Regions from separate parts of the Mus musculus genome. Here all the other regions are linked to region 4. The links are chromatin contacts, called in public HiChIP or PLAC-seq and promoter capture Hi-C maps. All regions are on one chromosome and are shown on one strand. Each heading gives the region's core, a stretch centred on a gene start, on an enhancer-like site or on the middle of the called end of the contact. The rest is flanking DNA. Distances are from core to core; before and after follow the strand shown. Region 1 holds the start of Plxdc1 (plexin domain containing 1). Region 2 holds the start of B230217C12Rik (RIKEN cDNA B230217C12 gene). Region 3 holds the start of Stac2 (SH3 and cysteine rich domain 2). Region 4 holds the start of Rapgefl1 (Rap guanine nucleotide exchange factor (GEF)-like 1).

Region 1 (3,898 bases), core at 52-2,551, 850 kb after region 4:
AACGGCAGCCCCGTGGCTCATCACGGGTCCACTGGGTGGCGGTAGGAGGCCACATCTGGAAGGGACGGTTTCTTCGATACCCCAGAGGCTGTCCTGGGAGAATTCAGGCAAGGAATTAGAAAGTCAATGGCTGGCTAGGTTTGGTGGGCTCACCTCTGTAATCCCTTCAATAAACTGAAGAGTGATCGTGAGTTCGAAACCAACCTGGTCGACGGCGTTAGTCCTTACCTGGAAAACTAACAAAAGTCCCTTTGGTTGCGGGGCTTGCCTTGGCTCATAGTATTACATAATATTATATTGAGGTCTTGGGGAGACCACCTCTAGGTTTTTGGACCCAGAGGAGAGTGACACTGGGATTCATTTCCTTTCTTGGTCCTTCTTTTGACCTCAGTGCCAGGCCACTCACCTACTTAAGCCCACACTCTACTTCTGTCCCCAGCTGCAGCCTTCTTCTGGGGATAAGTCCCAGGAAGCAGTCTCTGCACCCTTTCTTTCCGCACTCTCCAGGTCCCCTACACAGAGGAAGCCAGGGGCCCCTCAGTCCTCTCCACTCTCTAGGCCCCAGTTCTTCTCCTTCCCATGAAGTAGGTCACAGGCACCTTCGTGCCTTGACCTGATTCCATGCCGTCTATTAAATCTCCTAAATTGCGGGTATTTTTATTCCATACTTGAAGGGGGTGGGGTGGGGGGGAAGTGCCCTATTCCCAGAGTCCGGTAAAGTGTGGTGGCAGTGGGCGCCACTTCTGGCTCTGGGTCTATCTTGGACTGATCTGGCCTTTCTGTGGAAGGGGCACCGAGCTGTTTCAAAGTGGGAATGTGCCAGTCTCGAGCACCTACATGTCTGCTGGACGGGAGGGGGGTGTGGGTGTGGGATGGAATGGGGTGGGGTCGGTGCTGGAGATGGGCTGTGAAGCAGTCAACTGGGGAGACGCAATTCGTGCCTCTTCTGGGGTAGAAGCTGGGGGGCGGGGGGGGGGGGCGCGGTTCGACTGCGGGAGATTCCTGGTGCGTGTCTGTGTGTGCACTTATGTAGAACACCAGGAAGCCACAGAAGTACAAGGACTAGCTCAGAAAGTCGCATGCTCTTGGGATGGGTGGTGGGAGCCAACGGCCCAAGTAGGGGCGCTTCCTGGGGCCCTTCACCTCGGCCTTTTACTTAGGTTTCTGGGGCAGCGGGGTTCTCTCGGTAACCAGAGATGTCCCGGCGCGGTCCCGGGTCCCGTGGGGTGCGGCGCGGAGCTCCGGGAGGCGGGGACCCCAGCGTTGCGCCCCGCCCTCTGGGTTCTCCCGCCCGCGCTCCCCAAGGCCGCAGCGCCGTGCTTCGCTCGCCCTGCCCGCTCCGCTCCCGCTCCCCGCTCGCCCAGCCCGGGGCTGCTCCCTCTGCAGCCGCCGCCGCCGCCGCGCAGACCCGGAGGTCGTCCGCGCCCACCATGCGAGCTCAGCTCTGGTTGCTGCAGTTGCTGCTACTCCGCGGGGCCGCGCGCGCGCTCAGTCCCGCAACACCCGCAGGTAGGACGCGCGGCCAGGGCAGGTGCAGACCCGCCAGCGGGACCTGGGTCCTGTCCTCAGGACGCCAGGGATAGGGGACAAGGACCCTACTTTCTCTGTGTGCGCACAGAGGGTGCGCACCTCCTACTGCTGTCGGAAGGACGTGGAGGGACCCAGGCCGGGGTCTCCAGAATAGTCACAGGGACCGGCGATCATTTCAGAGAGGCGTTTGCTTTTCTTTTCCATGCTCTTCCCTGCTGCCTCTCTCAGCTGCTCTAGGTGGGGTCCCAGTTGGGCTTGTGACTGCGTGGGAGTCGCCGGAGGATGGGAGACATCCTGGCACCAGCCTGGCCGTCTAACTTGCTTCCCCTACCTATTGCGTACTGGTGGAGAGGCAGGGACCCCAGGAAAAAGCAGCCAGCTGCTCCCCGATCTCCCAGGGTCAAGGGTTCCCTTCTCCCCCCTGCTAGGTTCTGCTCGGTTCTCAGTTGCACAGGCTGAGCATGGAGGTAAGGGGGTGAGGGTGGAGGAGGAGCTTCCATTCTGCACACTCCTCTTTCCTCTAGACCAGTTTCTCAAGCCATTTCTTCCTCTTGAGGTCCTTTCAGGGATCTACTTTGAATCCCTCACGTTATCAAGAAAGGCCGTTTTTAAAAATATATATGGTTTAGTTTCTGCACCCAGGCTTTCTCGGGGAGGTGGGGGCTGGGAATAAGGGTGATTTCACAAGCTCCTTAAAAGGGAAGTGAGTGTCCCACTTGCTGTTGTGTCAGCATAGTGCCTAACTGTGTTCTTGACTTTGATGGTCACGGTAGGTAGGTAGTCCAAATGAATCTGGGTTGGGATGAGATGGTATGAGTGGAGGATGCTGGTGGTGACTGCGGGGGTAGAGGACAGAGAAGTCACATGTCCAGAGACTAGTGTGGACCCATCGGTGTCCATGGTGGCTCCCACAGAAGGTAGCTGAGCACTTAGCTTTTAGTTCTGTTGTCTCACTTGCTGTGTGACCTTGGGCGAGTTACTTACCCAAGTTACTTTCTCTGGGCTCAGTTTTTGATGTATAAAAAGAGGTTCTTGACTAAATCTTTGGCTCTTGAAGGTGGAGTTATGAAAGATTATTTTTCCCCCTTAAGATATTCTTTACTTCTCGGACAGGTACAGGCAACTGATAATTTATCTTAAAATGGTAACTAGAAAGGGACTGAGTGGGTTAAGTCCCGAGTCCTTTTCAGCCTTAGGCTGGTGTGTTTCCTGAACTCAGATATGGCTGGGTTGATGAGGGATTTGGGCCGAGGAGAGGGTTGAGGAAGGGAGCTGGCTACATCAGGGGACCCAGAGACAAGTGTCACTTTTGTAAGTACAGACTACTTAGCCGTCTCTGCTTTTAGATTCATCTGGAAGACATCGGGCATCTGCAGCAAGTGAGATTGAGGTTAGACCCTAGGAAGCTGTAAAAAGCCGTCAGGGCAATTGTTGACTCATCCCAGGTTGGGCTGGGTTTGGTAGTAAGGTTTTGTAGAGGCCATCTGAGGATGTGGGGGAATGGGGAAGGCTGGGAGGGGTCCTTCATGGAGACTGGCTGCTTGCTCTGTATGATAGAGCCCCTGAGGTCAATGAGGGGGTGGGAGTGGGGGACCCAAGGAGGCCTAGCTCCACCTGGGGCAATGGTGTCCCCATCAGGGCTGGTGTTCCTCCATCCCTACAGTCTTGTTCCCATCATCATCCTTACAAGGGACACAGGAGGCATCGATGACCTGAAGAAGGAAGGAGTCTACTGAGGAGAGCCCAGAAGCAGCCTGTAGTCAGGCAGAGAGGAAGATGGCCTCCAGGCCCAGGAAGGGGTCACTGATGGTCTGGTCCCAGAGAAACCAAAGACATCCAGGATACACACAGAAGGGAGAATCTTTCAGGCAGCCATTTTGGAAACTCACAAGCAATCCCTGCAGTCACCTATGTTCTGAGCCAAGGTTGCTTGTCTCTAGAGTCAGGGCCAAACAGATGTTTTGTAACCCAACCAACCTTAATCTGCTTTCAGTTTCCTCCTTGCCCACCAGGGGCCTCCCAATAAACTAATATACTGTTGACTAAAATTCAGATTCCTCACAATGGTTTCTGGGATTGCTGCTCTTCCTGTCAGCTGCAGGCTTCCCTCCTCAGAGAGATCTACCCTGCTGGGAGGGCCTGGGCAACCACCATACTGTCCTGGTTCACTGGGCTGTGTCTACGGGAAGACATGCAGAGTGTTTGTGCTCAGGACCATGCCCTCCTGTCACTGAGAACTCCTCCACACCCCCACCCCCATCCCCCACACCCCCACCTTGTGTGGAAATCTGCTTAATAAATGTGTGTGGGAAAGCTGGGCACGGTGGGCCACACTGAGAGCAAGGCCACTTGGAGGAAAAAGGATCTC
Region 2 (3,581 bases), core at 369-2,868, 1.0 Mb after region 4:
AGGTAAGCACAAAGAATAAGGACTTTACAACCATGCGCCTCTAGTCAACTAAGGAGCTGGGAACAAATGAGAAAAGGAGGGAAGAAATGATAAACCTTAAAGAATGCAAATAACGGGAATTTTGAGGGTGGGGGATGGGTTGTAAGTCAAGGGAAACCACGCAACCTCAGGCTGTACAAACTGTAAATTACTGATCAGTGTTTGCCCTTGAGGTTACAAGGGAACGCCTGCTTGTGAAGCAGAAAGCAAAGAATATTTTAGCATCGTGTGCAGTTGCATTTAGACCTAAGGAAAGGCTGTCCATATGAATGTTTGGGCAGTCTCCACTCTGACTTCACTGTTCCAATCTTCCATATTCTGAATAGTCCCTGTCTACAGCTCAATCGCATGCAGCAGCTGCCAGTGGCTGGCATTCTTGGACTAACTCCTGATGTCCCCAGGAGTGCCCCTGCCTCACAGAATGCCTTCGTGCCAAGGGTCAGCCACATCCGGATACACTGGAAGAGATCAGTTGGGCCTCAGGATTGCTGCTGGTGGTGAGAGGCCTCTTGCTGGACCCGACACAGGAGCTGTGGGAAACCCAAAAACAATGGTCAGCTGCAAACTGCAGCAGGGGTACCCCTACTGGTCAGGAACTAGCAGGAGTTCTGAGAATCCTCCCCATTCCTCTACACAACTGGGGAAAGTGGGCATCTCCCTCACCCCTTACCCCAAGTAGGTTTCATTTGCTATTTTTTCTCAAGTGGGAGTTAATCACTAGTGAACTAATGAATGCAGTTATGGCGCAGCAGTGAATTAATGAATACAATTATGCCAGCAGATTTGAAAACTGCCTTGTCCACACATAAGGATGTACTGTAGTCATTGTCAGGAGAGAATGGACAACTTGGTTTTGCATCTACCTGGAAGGAAATTAGGAAATAATAGTCTGTCCCCCTCCACCCCCCAGCACACTCCCTCCCATCCTACCTAAAACCTAGTGCATTTTATTTATATTTATTTATTTACTTATTTGTAGTGATGTTTATTTTTAAGAAATAACATTTTAAATCAATTCCCAAAGAAAGCTGGCCTTTCTTATTCTTTTCACATTGATCCAAGAAATGCTACGTCAATGTGTATGACAAATAGATACAAAAACAAGCTTTCTTTTCATTTTTTTTTTTTAATCAATACCCGAATAATGACCAGAAGCAAAACTCCACCGGTGCGTCAGCAAGCAGGATGCTCGGCCCTTCAGCTCCATCCTTCCCCTCGCAGCCCCTGCAGCGCCAGGCCACTAGAGAAGGTAAATTATGTAGGACAGAACCACCAGGCCTATGATGGCAAAGAACATGAGGATGAAAATATCCAGCATGGCTCAGTACAAGCAGAGGAGTCCCCTCGATTCCGGGGAAGTGGGAGCTGCAAGCGTGGAGGTCGGTCAGCGCGGAGAAATGGCTCCTCTTCCCTCCCGCTTCCTGTTCCCTCCCCCTCCCGGGGACCTGAAGCTAAGGGATGCTGCAACCCCATCAGCAACTTACTCTCCACCTCCACCATCACGGCCAGCCAATCACAAAGTCCACGGTGGGTAACCAGGGAACAGCTACTTTTAGACCAGGCAAAACCGGAGAGGTTTAATTTCTTCCCAGGAAGCCAGCCCCGCCCCTTTGTGTGGAAAAAAAAAAACAAAACAAAAAAACCGCTATCTCTATTTAGATACAGTTTCTGCACTGAGTGGGCTGCTCCGGAAGGTGTGAGCGGAGGATCTCTACAGACTCCTTAGGAATGGATTTTTCTGCCTTCCTTTTTCCTTCTCCCTCTCACACATCTCTGGTAATCTATCTCAGAAGACAAATTGTTGCCAGTTTTGTGGGCCATTACCTAGTTCAGAGAACATAGAGGAAGGTCTCATGTGAGTCTCAGGAGGCGAGGGGTGGGGGTAGGGCGACCCTGGGCATGGATCTGAGTTTTCTCACTGTGCTGGGGGTCATTTCAACCAGTCTGAAGTCTTTTAAAGCCTGAGCTCAAGGGTGGTCAGGAGCTTGCGTGATAAATTTAACAACTTGTCAATAGGGGGCAGGAGTCAAAGCGAGCCTCTCACATTCCACCAGACGCTGGCTTGCCTTGTTGGTCTGGGAGATCCTCAGAGCCCAAGCTCATTTGTGTCACATGAGGTCTCTCCTTCCCTTCTGTGGTGCCAGTTTCCCCCGTTTGTTTTCTCTGGATCTTCTGAATTTACCTCGTGTCGTCATCAGAGAAAACAGCAAAAAACCCACTCACACCCGCTCCTAGTGTCTAGAGATGCAAATCCAAGCATGGTTTTGTTGTTTCTTTTTGTATTATTATTAATTATTGTTGTTGTTTTATTTTGTCTTGAGGGAGTCTCAGTTAGCCCAGGCTGGCCCTTGACTGGATTCTCCTGACTCTACCTCTCAGCCTCTGAGCACTGCCATTACAGCTGGCTTTCATGTGGTTTCTTCTGAGGGACCGAATCTTACAAAAACTCAATGATAGGGCTCAAGGGGTAATGGTGTTGTACACCAAACCTGAGGACCTGAGTTCAATCCCTGGGGCCCACAGTGGAAAGACAAGGACTCCTTTCTGTTAGTTGTCCTGTGATGTCCACACATGCCCTTTGGTGTACACACACATACATAAACAATCACATTAAAAAAAAAAAACCCACACCCACTGCGATGTATTTTGATTCTTTCTGCTTTGTGTTGTGTACCAACTGTTTATTAAAAAGGAAAGGATTTCTATAGGTCAGTTTCTAAGGTCTGGCATTCTTAGACTCTCCCCAAATATTTTCTTTGAAGGGTCTAGACCTTGAGATCTTAATAACCCCCTTTCTTTTTTCTTTTCTTTTTTTTTTTTTTTTTTTTTTTTTTTTTTTTTGGTTTTTTGAGACAGGGTTTCCCTGCAGCCCTGGAACTCACTTTGTAGACCAGGCTGGCCTCAAACTCAGAAATCCACCTGCCTCTGCCTCCCGAGTGCTGGGATTAAAGTCGTGCACCACTGCGCCCGGCCAGTAACACCCTTTCTAACAGGAACTTAGTCCACTCTCAAGAGGGGAGCCCTCCTGAGCAGGCGAGTCCAGCAGACAAGGCCACACTGGGTCACAGGCTTTTGGGCTGCTCTTGGGAAACTCGAACGCTGCTAGGTCCTTCCCCTGCCTGGAGCACTCCCCACACTCAGCTCACTCAGATTACACTTAGCCCTTGCCTCTCCCTGCTGTTCCGGAGGGAGTCCAGAGAATGCTTTCACGTGAAACCCAGGTAGGAAATGCCCCTCTCCACAAAGCCTCTGGCCAGGTGGCTGCCGACCAGGAGTCAGGGTCCAGCGGTGCTGTATTGCTCAGCACAGATGCCTTCCCAGGAGCAAAGAGGCTGCAGTGTTTGCCATCAAGCTGGCTGGGGACGGGCCATCCCAGAGCTGGGAGACGGGAGAGGGAAGACTGCCTCCCGCTGCCTGCCAGACTACCCTGTGGAGGGTTTCTCCAGGCTCCGTGGCTCTGTGGGCTGTCCTACTTGCTATCAATTTACAAGTCAAACGTGGCAGTACACTCTGGGCTAGAAAGCCTGAGCTGAGCTCACTGG
Region 3 (3,822 bases), core at 178-2,677, 780 kb after region 4:
ATTTTTATTTTTTATTTTTTTGTTTTTGATTTTGGTTTTTTGTTTTTAGTTTTTAAGACAGGTTTCTCTGTGTAGCCCTGGCTGTCCTGGAACTCACTCTGTAGACCAGGCTGGCCTGGAACTCAGAAATCCACCTGCCTCTGCCTCCCAAGTGCTGGGATTAAAGGCGTGCACCACCACCGCCCGGCTATTTTTTCTTTTGAGATAGGATCTCACTATAATCTTAACTGGTCTGAACTTACTTTGTAGATGAGACTGGCCTGAAATTCACAGAGAGATATGGCTTCCTCTGGCTCTCGGTTGCTGGTATTATAGGCATGCACCACCATGCCTGGTTTGGCTTCACTTTTGACTCATTAAGGTGTCTTCAGTCTGTAACCTTAACATTAGGGAGACTGCAGCAGGAAGATGATGCGTTTGAAGCCAGCCTGGGCTACATAGTGCATTCCAGGCCAACCTGGGAGACATAGACAGACCCTGTCTCAAAAATAAAAAATGTAGACTGCTAGGATAGTTTTTTGTTGTTGTTGTTGTTTTGTTTGGTTTGGTTTTTTGAGACAGGATTTCTCTGTGTAGCCCTGGTTGTCCTGGAACTCACTCTGTAGACCAGGCTGGCCTTGAACTCAGAAATCCTCCTGCCTCTGCCTCCCAAGTGCTGGGATTAAAGGTGTGTGCCACCACGCCCCGGCACGCTAGGATAGTTTAAAATCATTCAAGTATAAGGGCCTGACTTTAATCTCCAGCCTCTATTTAAAAGGGCCAAATCCACAGCACTGGGAAAGTAGACAGGATTTCTGGGGCTCCACGGCCAGCCACTCTAGCCAAATTGGCTTACAATGAGAGACTCAGACTCAAATTTCTTGGTAGATGGCTCCTGAGGAATGGAACTGGAAGCTAACCTCTGCCAACCAAACTCACACGTGCGCTTCTCATACAGTCAGACATAAGAGCACGCGGATCATAAACACACACAAAACAGCCTGTTCTCTGCTTCAGGGAGCGTCTATAAGTCTAGTAGTGGTATGTATAATTTGATGAGATTCTAGAAAGGCATCAAGTTAATGGGGCGAGCGGGTCTTTTTCTCTGTCAAGGTGCGGCATCTTCCAATGTGCACTATCAGAACGCTGTAACTTTGATTTTCCTCTCGGCTATTCTGCGGCATCCTCGAATTATTTGCATTTCCAGACTCTAGTATCATTGTCCCAGCCCTCCTTCAATTTTGTCTCCCCACCTATCGGCCCCCATTTCGGGCTTTCCATTGTAAAACTACCCCTCCGCTTCTTTACCCTCCAAACCCCTCCCCATCTTGTCGAGCCCCCCAAGACTCCACCCAGCTGGCCCTCCTAGCCACCACCGCAGCCAATAGCTGAGAACCTTCATTTGCATAGCTGCGCGGGGGAGTGGCGGAGGGAAGGGGGAGGGACCAGGCGACCTCCTAAATCAAAGTTGGGAGGCTAGGACTGGGCGGAGGGGCCGCCGGGTGCAAGGCTGGGGCCGGCGCGGGGAGGGGGAGGGAGATGGGGGGCGGGCGCAGAGGACGGCGGAGCCGGCCGGACTCGGACAGCTCGGTCGTTCCCTGGCTTTGCACATCCGCGCATCCCTACTTCCCTCCTCCTCCCGCGGAGCGCAGCATCCTCTGCAGACCCTTGGTCCTCACACCCCGGGTCGTCCAGCTTCCGCGGCTCGGGGTAATTGCCTCCCTCTCCCCTGCCACACCGACAACTTTCTCCCCTGGTGCCTGGGGTTAGGGGGCTGCTTTGCCTGGGAGGGTTTCTCCTGGGGTCACTGAAGAGCTGCCCCTGGAGAAAGGCTTGAGAGTCCCAAAGAGACGCCCGCCACTCACAGCCTGACCCCAGCGGGCCTGCCGTCGGGTCTCCGCACCCTCTCTTCCTTTATACCCCAACCATGACCGAAATGAGCGAGAAGGAGAATGAACCGGATGACGCGGCCACCCATACCCCCCCAGGGACCGTCTCCACCCTCCAAGAAACCAAGGTAAGTCGTGGGGTGCGAGGCCTGGCCCCGCCCGGGCATCTCTGACTTGGAGCGCTGATCACAGTGGCTGGGTCCCTTTGGGGTTACGGAAGCTAAACCGGGCCCGCGTGATTCCTAAGGCTGCGCGCCGTGCCGGGGAAGGAGGAGAGGGTTCGCGACGAGGGGACCCAAGGAGCAGATCACACGAGCACGACCCGCCAGAACGCGCGAGGCGCCGACGCGCTCCGGCTCCCTCCTGGGCGGTTGTAACTCGGCTTTGTTGGAGGGAATCGGCGCAGCGGAGGCGCAGGGCGTGTGTGGCCGTGTGTAGCGGGTGTGGGCCGGTGTACGCGCGCGTGTGTGCGTGCGGGGCGCACCCTCCCGGGGCCGCCACATCGCTGTCTGCGGCTCCCCGGGGCCCCCTCTCTCCTGCCTCTGAATTCCTAGCCACAACCGTCTCCTCGGAGCGTGCAGACTCTCCGCTTCTCTTTGCTTCCCTACGTGCTCCTCTGTGTGTCTCCGGCGTCCCTCTCTGACCCACAGCAGCCTGGCACGCACCTCGCGGACCGGTTAGGCTGGGGGCCCGAAAGGCTGCGGCCCCGGGTGCGCAGCTTTCAAGCCGGCGCTGGGGGCTGCGGCAGCGCGGGCCGTCGGTGGCGGGCGGGGACCCGGAGTGTTGCGGTTCCAGAGCCAGAGGCAGCCCCACCCCCCGCTTGGAGAACCAGGAGAGGGGAGGAGAGAGGGCAGAATCAAAAGAAGAAGTCATCGTAATTAATGAATGTCATAATTAACCCTAATTATCTATGATTGTTACTCTTGCGGGAGTCACAATGAATAAATTATTCTCCTATGAAGGCAGGCGGAGCCCAGACTGCGGGCACTGAAAGAGGTGGGGGAGGCTGTCGCTTACATTCCACCTCCCACTCCTAATGAGTCTGCCCCCTCCCCAACTTCTAGATGTTCATGAAGTTCTGTGGGAAGCTATCTGAGCGCCGGGAAATGGGAAGAGAGGATACTGTGGGAGGGAGCCCTCTCCCTTCCCTAGACTTCAGGACAAGACTTCCTCCTTTCTCCCTTCCACCCTGGTGTTTGTTACCGTCCTGGTCCTGTGACCAAGCAATACGTGGTGAGAACCAGAAATGGGCGGTGTCTTGAGGCTCTCTGGGGTCACAAGCTCCTACACAGCACTTCCTACCGACCATCTTTCTTCTCTGTCCATCTTGACCGGACCCTTAAGAATATGAGGTTAATTCAAGGTCAAGGTCATCACCGCAGTGAGCAGGGTTAGCATGGAGTCTTACTGAAGCTATCCAGGTAGCTACCCTGTGCCTGCACTTGGGGACCCTGCCACTCTCCGTGTCCAAGGCTCTTGGCTTTTTGAGACCAGCAGTCTTGCTAAGTATCCTTAGCTGGGCTATAACTCACTGTGTATCCAGGGCTGGCCTCAAACTCTTTTAGCCATTTTCCTCTACCTCAGAGAGCTAAAATCACAGCCCTGAGCCACCATACCTGGGTCCCTCCCATCCAAGGCTTCAGTACACACTTGGCCTTCTGCTCCCATCTAAAAATTAGACTCTGGCTTCTAGTCCATATTTTAGACCCCATACAGTGCCAAATCTCTCCTGGAAAGGAATGAACAGGGAGGATATTGTCTGGGTTATCTGAGATATACAAGGGGGAATCCTGGGAGCTTGTCCTCACACTAAGCTCTGGCTCACCAGCCCTGTTGTCACCCTGGGCAGTTAGTCAGCCCCCCTGCTGATATCTCCAGAGTCTGGAGGGGCTCCTAGTTTCTGTCATATGAGAACCTGTCAGCTCCTGCCCCTCAGGGGCTCCCAAAGGCAGGC
Region 4 (3,691 bases), core at 108-2,607:
GCAGCCGAGTTCTGTGACTATCCACATGGCCCCACCAAGTGAGGCGCTCCTACACAGCCAGGGACTCCTGTCAGCGGTTTTCAGGCCTCAGCTATGGTCTGGAGGGCAGCGTACAACCTCAGCGGGAAAGCGTCCACCTTAGGGTGTCAGGCCCTAATTTAGGGGCGTGGGAGGAGGTAGGCAGTATCAAGGGCTCGTGGGAGACTGGCTTAAATAGCCGAGAGAGAGGGAGGGTAGTTGAAGGAGAGAGATGGTTTCCCTTCTTCCCCTAGAATGAAGCTAATGTGGGGAGGAAGGTGGGTGCGCATTACCATGCCCCTTCCCCTACATTACTTCGGGCTTCCCCTCATCCTCTACACCAACACTGAGGACAAGAAAAAACAATCAGGGAGCATCCCCCGGGCCAATCCCTCACCTCCCACCCCCAACCCCGTGCTCTCTTGCTCTGGGATGGATGAGCAGGCTTACCTGAGGCGCTGCTGTCCCTGGTGGTCCCTCCAGCCAGGCGCTCCAGAACCCGGTTCAGAAGATGCTCTGGCCGCTCGGGGGCGCCCAGGGGGGCCCAGGGTGGTGAAGCCAGGGGTTCGCCGGGGGATAGCTCATCTGAGGAGTACGAGGAAGGAGAGCGCAGGGGCACCCCAGATCCTATCGGCCCAGGCCCGGGAACCTCCTCTAGCTGCAGCCAACAGGGCCCCCCACTGCCCGGCTCCTCAGAGACCCCTAATGGCTCTCCCCCTTCCTCCTCAACGGGCGGCTCCAGCCCGGGCTCGGTTGGGGGCTCTCGGAGGAAAGCTGGGAGCAGCAGGCGAGACACGCTCTGACGCCGCTGCAGTGGCCGCAGTCCCCCGGCCGGACCGCCGCCCCCACCAGGGCCCCCACCCCCTCCAGGCCCTCCGCAGCAACCCGGACCCCCGCCGGGACCTCCAGTCACCGCTCGCCCCGCCAGCTGAGACGTCTGCTTCTTCAAAAATTTCTCCAGTGGCTTCATGCCCCCCCCCCCGCCCCTCTCTTAGGGGCCGCCGGGGGACCCAGGTGTCCCAGGCGCGGGCGGGGGGAGGCGGGGACACGATGCTCAGAGCCGGGGGAGCAGAGCCGAGGGCCGTGCCAGGCGTCGGACTGCGAGCGAGAGGTGGCCGAGCCTCGCTGGCCAGAGTCCAGTGGCCAGTGGCCGGGGGAGGTGCCAGAGGGAAGAGGAGCTCGCTCTCAGCGGCCCCCCATGCCGGCTGCGGCCGAAGGGTTGGCAGGCTGAGGGGCTGGTGTCCCCGTCTCAGCGCTCCGGGGCCGGGCTGAGGCGACAGAGGCAGCGGGCGGAGCGCAAGGCTGAGGACGCGGCGGCGGCTGCGCTCCTGGCCCCGGGGAAGGTGGCAGAATTGAGACCGCGCCCCCTCCTCCAGTCCCCGCCCCTACCCTGCTTAGGCCCGCCCCCGCCCGGCCGCGCGAGGCTTGAACTTGGGCTCTGGCGCTGACCGCGAGGAAAATTAGGACTTGGGTTTCTGACAGTCGCAGAAGGGCAAAGGCGAGGGAGAGATCTACCAAAGCAGAGGACTCCTGGCTCTTGATTACCGGGTCTCTTTTGAGCATTTCAAATAACCAGGGCATATGTTTGACCTTGGCACGCCTACCTGTGCACAGGTGAGGCTTATAAAGACTGCTGAACTCTTTGCATCTTTCCCACAATTTTATTTGGTCATTATCTTCCACCTGTTGAGAAGGGCTGGGACGGCGTCTTGGGTAAACTGGTATTGGCACTGGGGGCGGTACCCATATTCCTTTCTGATAGGGTTTAGGGGGTGGTGCAGGGCCGCCCTGTAAGGCAAGTACTGGCAAGTAGGAAAGAGCCAGGCAGAGGCCAGCAGGTTGTGGCAGGTCTAATTGGGGTGAAAAGAGATAGTAGACTGAAAGAGACGACCAAAAGCACAAGGGCATCTTAGCCCAGGTGGTAGCGAAGGGAAGCAAGACTGAAGAGATGTGTAAGTCCCCAAACTGCCAACTATCATCCATCACCTAGCACATTAGTGTATATAGCCATAGAATGGGAGAAATATTGCCCTTACTCCTGGTGGCTACGCCAGAGCATTCTGTCTCCCAGGGTACACTCCACTAGGATGGGGCTGTAGAGACAGTGTGAACACATCCAGGCTTGGTATACATGGTGAAGGAGTGGCACCGGGTTCCTGGTGGGCTGGTGTTCCTTGGGCAAAGTCCCACCCCTGTTTACTGTGCCTCAGCAAGGCATGGATGGACAGGAATGCTAAGAGCTGGGAGTGGTGAAACTGACAGGGTGTGTACTACACTTGTGTTGCTGTCGGTGCAAACTCAGTTCCATGTGTGCTAGAGCATGTGTTCACAGAAATAAAGCTCTGCACACCCATCTGGGGATTTGGAGAGGGAACAAAAAAAAAAAAAAAAAGAAAAAGAAAAAGAAAAAGAAAAAAAAAAGCTCCGATTTTGCTATGAAGCTGGATCTGAGCATTGGTTTCCTGGACAGCCTTAATTGGACACTCGGCCTCTCTTAAGGTTGGAAGTAGGAACTGGCCAGAGTGGCTTAGAGCTCCCCAGGTAACCTTTTAGGAACCAAGAAGAGGGGAGGGCTTCTCTTCTGCACATGCCACAGTTACCAGATTAAGCCGGTTGCCTTGGTAACCTCTTCTCTGGGCAGGATTTGGGATTGTCGGTTAGGAAGGGTGAAAAATTGGGGAGTGTGAAGGGTGTGGGAGCTGGAAATAAAAAGGGACCGAGAGACTTCTAGAAACTAAATGCTTGGGGAATCGGACTCTAGACCCTTCCAGTTACAGAAAGTGGCAGTCACTACATTCAAGACCTTGAATCAGAAGCAAAGGAAGCATTAATTTGTGGTCCTCCTGGAGCAGCAGTGGCTTCCGTTCTGGCTACACACTGAAACCGCATGGGAGCTTTTTGGAATTGCTGATGTCCAGGTCACACCCTAGATCCATTATGGGATCCTGTGGCAGGCCCAAGGTCTCTGTTAGTTTAGAAAGCTCCCCAGGTGATTCAAACAGCCAGTGTTGGAAATCACTGCTCTAGGTCAACTGCAGCTGTAAGAAGATCTGGCAATTGCAAATCCTTGATGTTTTGAGTCACCTACAGGTAGGTCCATGGACTGACCCACAGCGGGAAAACTGATAGGGCATCTACATTACCATGAGAAAACCGAAGAGAATGGTAGGGTGGTATTCAATTACTTAACAGTGGAAATGGAGGCCAACAAGCTTAACTGAGTCAGTCCAACCCATGGGCTTCTACAAAGGTATTGGACAGGGCTACCTAAGGCAGTAATCTATCTGTCCCTTAAACTCCCATTATCTCTGCCCACTGAGAAGCAGGCTGGGGGGGGGGGGGCAGAGAGAACCCGAGGGCTTTGCTGAGCTTGAGTTTCTTCTTGCTGAGCTAGTTACCAGGGCAACAGGGAGAGCAATGGGATCTAACAGCAGGACTGGGGAAGAGGCAAGGGTGAGAAGGCACCCCAACATTCCTTTCTCCTGCCAGTAACCTACCCAGAGGGTTGGCTGACATTTTTTGCATGACCAACCAGGGAGACCATGTCTATAGTTATACATCACCTTGGGGGACAGAGGGAAGATGTCCCAACTTGTGGGCATTCCCACACCACCAAGGTAAAGCTTTGTGAAACAAAGAACAAATGTTTCCAGCCCCACAATACCCACTGGTC

What was found. Promoter capture Hi-C pulls out the DNA fragments that hold promoters and counts their contacts. HiChIP or PLAC-seq counts read pairs in DNA pulled down with a chosen protein or histone mark.
Region 1: a contact with region 4 is called in a FOXA1 HiChIP or PLAC-seq map of pancreatic cancer cells. The contact joins the promoter of Plxdc1 here to the promoter of Rapgefl1 in region 4. A contact is called at or near these places in 2 of 115 datasets of contacts at active chromatin or transcription factors (pancreatic cancer cells and pro-B cells) and 1 of 9 other capture datasets (pancreatic islet).
Region 2: a promoter capture Hi-C map of liver shows a contact between it and region 4, with 2.8 times the contacts expected there. The contact joins the promoter of B230217C12Rik here to the promoter of Rapgefl1 in region 4. A contact is called at or near these places in 1 of 39 promoter capture datasets (liver) and 1 of 115 datasets of contacts at active chromatin or transcription factors (pancreatic cancer cells).
Region 3: a contact with region 4 is called in a promoter capture Hi-C map of liver, with 3 times the contacts expected there. The contact joins the promoter of Stac2 here to the promoter of Rapgefl1 in region 4. A contact is called at or near these places in 3 of 39 promoter capture datasets (liver and pre-B cells).

Annotation. Positions count from the first base shown.
Region 1 is chr11:97,983,849-97,987,746 of GRCm38.p6, reverse strand. It overlaps Plxdc1 (plexin domain containing 1), which reads left to right and starts at 1,301. Exons shown (of 14, transcript NM_028199.3): 1 at 1,301-1,509. The coding sequence starts at 1,431.
Region 2 is chr11:97,839,172-97,842,752 of GRCm38.p6, reverse strand. B230217C12Rik (RIKEN cDNA B230217C12 gene) reads right to left here and starts at 1,618. Exons shown (of 3, transcript NR_169086.1): 1 at 1,524-1,618; 2 at 1,177-1,279; 3 at 1-569.
Region 3 is chr11:98,051,067-98,054,888 of GRCm38.p6, reverse strand. Stac2 (SH3 and cysteine rich domain 2) reads left to right here and starts at 1,427. Exons shown (of 11, transcript NM_146028.4): 1 at 1,427-1,996. The coding sequence starts at 1,907.
Region 4 is chr11:98,834,451-98,838,141 of GRCm38.p6, reverse strand. It overlaps Rapgefl1 (Rap guanine nucleotide exchange factor (GEF)-like 1), which reads right to left and starts at 1,357. Exons shown (of 15, transcript NM_001080925.1): 1 at 469-1,357. The coding sequence starts at 988.